Linked DNA regions of Mus musculus: region 1 is linked to region 2. Evidence: chromatin contacts called from public HiChIP or PLAC-seq data. All regions are on one chromosome and are shown on one strand. The core of a region is the stretch at or near the end of the contact, and the rest is flanking DNA. Distances in the headings are between cores, read along the strand shown. Region 1 holds the start of Dicer1 (dicer 1, ribonuclease type III). Region 2 overlaps Gm40562 (a long non-coding RNA gene).

Region 1 (2,700 bases), core at 68-2,567, 310 kb before region 2:
CAGTGCTTGGGAGGCAGAGGCAGTTGGATCTTTATGAGTTCAAGGCCAATTTGGTGTACAGAGCAAGTTCCAGGACAGCCAGAGCTATACAGAGAAACATTGTGTCGAAAAACAAAACAAAACAAAACAAAACAAAACAAATGGACCATATTGCCTCCAAGTTAAAGGTAAAGAAATCAGAAACATCTGCTAATGGACAAGGAGTTAGTCTTTAAAAAAATATCTTTTTTTTTTCCCGAGACAGGGTTTCTCTGTGTAATAGCCCTGGCTGTCCTGGAATTCACTCTGTAGACCAAGCTGGTCTCGGACCCAGAAATCCGCCTGCCTCTACCTCCCAAGTGTTGGGATTAAAGGCGTGCCCCACCACGCCCGGCGTGGCACACACGTTTAAACCCAAAAATTGAGAGGCAGAGGCAGGCGGAGTTTGAGGACAGCCTGGTCTACATAGTGAGACCTACTTTCGAAATAACAGTAATAAAAAAATTGAAACAAATGACACTAGTATTTATTCAAATAAACAAATCACTTGCACTTATTAAAGATTAGCCTTAATTTGGAGAGGTAACAACCACTACGTGGGACTGTTGGACATAGTTCAGACGGACAGGTAAGCGCTTCCAGTGGCTGAGAGAAGCCCGGGGCTAGAAGCGTCCATCCCTCACCTGGAGTACCAGTCTATTCCGGAGTCTTTTTCCAAGATGCCTACACGGAGGTGGGGGAGGGTCCTACACTAAGATGGTTTTCTTTAAGTCGGTCTCTTTACTCCTCTGATCTCAGCAAGAAGACGCAGCAGAAAGCTCAGCCTTATAAAACCAAGTTTGCACGCCGCGGGCATTTTCTGGTTATTCAAGTTGGTTTTGAGGGCTGCCCAAAGAGATCAGTTCTTTGGACCAAAAGAGCGGTGCAGCGGGGCTTGCGGATGGGGGCGATGTGTGCCATCATCAGGAAGGGAAAGGAGCCGGGAGCTGGGACTGCGTAGCCCCAGCGGCGCGTTCAGGATTCCGGCCGGCCGGCAGGCTGGCTGACTGCGTTGCAGAGCTCGGTCTTCGCATTGGGCCTCCGACGCGGCCTCGGCCCGAGTCTGCTGTCTCCCGGCTTCTGAGTGGCTGGGGGGCCGGGGTTAACCTTTCACCTCCGCGCTCCGTCCAATCACAGGACGGCTTTCATGCGGCCGCGGGGCGAGCGAGCGAGGGGGCGCGGAGCGGCGGCGCGACGCCGGTGGGATTCTCCAAGCCGCTGTGCGCCGTCGCCGCGGGCCGAGCGCGGGCTGCGGGCGAGCAGGGCGCTGCGCAGTCTCCGCAGGCGCGGGCGGGAGGGGTCGGGGCGCGGCGCGGTGCGGCGCGGGCGGCTCCGGGCCCAGGTGAATGGAGTAACCTGACAGCGGGAACGAGACGACGGCGAGCGGCAGGAAATGGCGGCGGCGGCGGCGGCGCCGGGCGGCACCGGGAGGCCTGGGCTGTGACGCGCGCGCCGGAGCGGGGTCCGATGGTTCTGGAAGGCCCGCGGCGCCCAGTGCTGCAGGTGAGGCGGGCTCCCTGCTGGGCCGCTTTGTGTCCGGGCCCGGGGGACGGCGATGCCCGGCCCGCCTCTTGCGCGAGGCCCGCGCGGGCGCCGGGAGCAGGCCGCGACGCCGAGCCCGGGCAGAGAACTGTCCACGCGGGCCTCTCCGCACCCCCGCCTTAGGAGGAGCGGCCTTTGACAGGTCCCGTTCCGCGTTCGAAGCCCGGGAGAAGACAGGAGGTATCCACGCGGGCCGGCGTCTCGGGAGCGACCCGGGCCTGCCAAATGGCGCGGGACCCCTGGATGCCTCCGAGGATCTGGAGGGGGACAAGGCCTCAGCGAGGTGCGGGCTGGAGCCCTGGGAAGGACTGTTGTGTGTTTATTGGCAGGTGACCAAGGCTGGCCCTAGGGGGTGGGTGGCCCAGGCCATGTTTTGTGCCCCTCCCCTTTTAGGTCGTCTGGACCTTGCGAAGAAGGGTCTTTGCTTAAGGGGCTTTCGTTCAGCCAAATCTGTGTGCATCTCCAGCCAGCACACCAAATTGGTGTGGATTGCCTAGCAGAGATGAGCTGCCCTTGTGACTTTGCCTTCAGGACAGAGCCAGTGTCCTGAAGACTTGCCCAAATGGATGACTGGGAGTCTATGATCTGTAATAGTCCTTGCTTTTATGAGTAGACTTGTGATTAAAGGGTTAGTTACCGATATATGATGCCCTAAGTATTATGGTGATCAAGTGTTGAAAGACGTCATCGGGTGAAAGAGACTTACTTGGGAGTTCGCTCCTGAGTTTCTGAATCTTTGATTGTTAGTTTTCTGAGGAACCTCACTGTAAGTCAGTAGGAAAGGATGCAGTTCAAGAGTTAAGCAACTTGAGATATGTTTTTCAAACCTGTTGTAAAGTAGGATCGCTGAGTTGGAAATTCATTGGTATAAACATTTTAAGTTTTCTAGGCAAAAATTTTCATGGTAACCAAGGACCTGAAATGTAACCGAAAGGTGAATACTGGGTGAGGCTTGTAGCAAGCAGTAGTTTGGGTGTTTTTGGAAATATCTTTTTGATATCTTTGGGGACTGAGTTCTGGAATAATCTGTTTCACTTTTCAGGCTACCTGTGAAACATGCAGTGTGTAATATAAACAGTGCACAATATCATGACTGGAGTGTATTTTATAGAACTGTCAGCACCAAGGGCTGCTTTTAGT
Region 2 (2,700 bases), core at 189-2,688:
AAAACAAAACAAACAAACAGGGGTGGAAGTTGTTCTCTGACCTCCACACACAGGCATGCACATATGAGATACACACAAATGCATATGCACACACAATGTATGAGAAGTTAGCAATTCTTAGCTGTTTGAGTAATATATCCTTGGAGAGAGGACTTTGCCATTTTGGAGTTATATGTAAGCATGTTGTAGGTTTTGTTTGTCTTTATTTTATTTTATTTTATTTTATTTATATGAGTATACTGTAGTTATCTTCAGACACACCAGAAGAAGGCATCAGATCGCATTACAGATGGCTGTGAGCCACCATGTGGTTGCTGGGAATCGAACTCAGGACATCTGGAAGAGCAGCCAGTACTCTTAACCACTGAGACATCTCTCCAGCCACCCCCCCCCCAAAAAAAAACCGTTTTAAGGCTTTTTAGCATACACACATGAACATTGGCTTCATCTGGAATTTATTTATATTTAGAATGAGTTGTTATCACTCCTTTTTCTTTGTCTTGTTTTGGGGAAAGGGTCACACATAGCCCACACTGCCCTTGAACTCACTACATAGCAAAAGACAACCATAAACTCAAGTTCTGCGTCTCCAGAGCTGGAGAGCTAGACCACGCTTGGCACATGCAGGAGGATTCTGGGGATGCTAAGTGACCAGTTTTCAGGAATTACCAGTCTGGTGCTCAGACAGAGCTACAGAAAGGTGGCCGTGCCATTGGGTCTTAAGCCAGCTGCTCACGTGAGGTTGAAGATTCTCAAGGTGTGGAGGGCAGAGGGCAGAGAAAAAACTTGTGAGCGTCTCATGCTTAGAGTGGCCTGGAGCACGCTATGCAGGCAAGGTTGGCCTTGAACTTGATCTCCATGTCTGGGATCACAGGTGTGCTGTCCGAGTCCCTCAAGTGCCCTTGACATCCCGAGGCTGTTGTCTCAAAGCCCTTTTAGTGTCTTCCTGAGACCCTAAGCATAAACGCGTCTAAGAAAGGCAAGCTGCACATTTCATTCCTGTGTCTCACAGGGGACTCTAGTGACTCTGGAAAATGTCCCTGGTCAGAGGGGCTGGGCAGGAAGGTGCAGGCGGAAGACCGGGGATCTGGCTTCTTCTGGATGCCTCTTTGTTTGTGGAGGGGAGCAGCGTGGGGGGAGCACCCGCCCTTTCTCCTGTTGTCTGATCCTGCTTTCCTCTTCCCATCTGTCTTTCCTGGCCTACGAATGAGGTCAGGGACACTCGGGGGGCTCAGGTGATTTAGAATGCTCAAGACTCGGAGGCACAAGGGAGCCGGTCTTTGAAAAGTTTCTGATCCTTCGCCAGAGCCTGCTCCTACCTTGTCTTTCCCTAAAATCCTGCTCACAGGCCTGGTTTGTCTCCAGGCTGCTGCTGGCTGATCCAGCGCAACTCGCAGGCGCCTCTGGACGCTGCTCTGTCGCCGCCTAGTGGCCCAAAGCGGGAAAGCACCTTTTAAAATCCCGGGCTCTGGGTATTCATTGGTTCAAGCCAAGCCTCAGAGCAGCTTAGACTTTCGCTGTCTCCTTCCCGAGAGGCTTCCTTGGGTGCTGTTTCCATCCTGGGCTATTTCCTTCCTCACACCGAGGCTCTTTCATGAGCAGAACCAACAATTGAGTTTTAGCTTCACTGCTTTCCTTTAAGCCTCAGTTTTTCCATCTATAAAGTGGGAAAGAAAAGCCAGCATTGGTCTTATAGAGCCTTTATGAGTAGGACAGGAATGTAATGTTGTTTTATTTTTAAATGCCTACTGCATGACATTAAACAAGGCTAGTGCAAAGCTAAGATTCCATCAAATATATAATATATAACAATATATAATATATAACATAATATACATTCTATCTATCTATCTATCTATCTATCTATCTATCTATTTGAGAGTATACTGTATATGCTGTGCACCCATGTGCACACACACAGGAACCAGAGCAGGATGCCTTCTCCTATCACTTTGCCTTATTGCCTCAAGACAGGGTCTCTTGCTGGGTGGGAGCCCACCACATCCACTCTGAGACAATTCTAGAATGCAATGAAGAAGCTGCAACCCAAGCCGTGGTGCGGTGGGATCTCACAGCTGCTAAATTGGAGGATGAATCAAGGCAGATATGAGATTCCAGGACAAGTGACATTTCCCCGTGGTGATGGGGATGGGGTGGGGTGGGGGGCAGCAGTCTGTGCGATGGGAAGGGCACAGTCACTGTGGAGGTCTGTGGCGCTCAGTCTGGGGCTCCATCTAGAGAGGGGCTGTACCTTCATGCAAGGGCTCAGGGAGGCGATGTGCACTTAGTCTATGACTTTTCTGTAGCTTTGAGTGTCCTTCAATGAAATGTAAAGAAAGTAACCCCAGAGTGGGTAAATCCATGGGAGTGGGTTACGGGCACTCTCTGCAATTTAAAATGAATTTACCGTGCTTCAGTATGTACAGTCAGACAGATTTGCCATCTTAAATTGTTCTTTATCTAGGGCTGGGGAGATGGCCTCGCTGGTAAAGTGCTTTCCCTGCAAGCATGTGGACCGGAGTTCAAGCTCCATGCCTCTGACTCTTTACTCAAAAAAACACTGAGAATATGCATTTTGAAATGTCATTCGTGTGAAGACAAATTCAGTCCAGGCAGCTGTCTTCTCAATCATCGCGGGTTACAGGGCCTGGCTTGCTGTGCTGCAGAGAGATGGTGGCTTTGCCCATTGGATGTCCAGGC

What was found. HiChIP or PLAC-seq counts read pairs in DNA pulled down with a chosen protein or histone mark.
Region 1: an H3K4me3 HiChIP or PLAC-seq map of embryonic limb bud shows a contact between it and region 2, with 5 times the contacts expected there. The contact joins the promoter of Dicer1 here to the enhancer-like site in region 2. A contact is called at or near these places in 12 of 39 promoter capture datasets (the 3T3-L1 cell line, 3T3-L1-derived adipocytes, cranial neural crest and 7 more), 1 of 15 datasets of contacts at CTCF or cohesin (embryonic stem cells), 5 of 484 Hi-C or Micro-C datasets (the N1E-115 cell line, embryonic stem cells, nephron progenitors and 1 more), 20 of 115 datasets of contacts at active chromatin or transcription factors (cardiomyocytes, craniofacial prominence, embryonic basal ganglia and 11 more) and 1 of 9 other capture datasets (embryonic stem cells).

The regions. Positions count from the first base shown.
Region 1 is chr12:104,750,569-104,753,268 of GRCm38.p6, reverse strand. It overlaps Dicer1 (dicer 1, ribonuclease type III), which reads left to right and starts at 1,317. Exons shown (of 27, transcript NM_148948.2): 1 at 1,317-1,521.
Region 2 is chr12:104,438,974-104,441,673 of GRCm38.p6, reverse strand. Gm40562 (a long non-coding RNA gene) reads right to left here. Exons shown (of 4, transcript XR_872954.2): 4 at 1,516-1,657. Among named protein-coding and RNA genes, the nearest start is that of Gm40562, 6.4 kb to the right of the region's middle. Within about 2 kb of position 1,438, at least 14 of the 459 cell types and tissues checked have an H3K27ac peak or open chromatin away from gene starts, as enhancers often do. A contact at or near this core is called in embryonic limb bud, where this site is marked.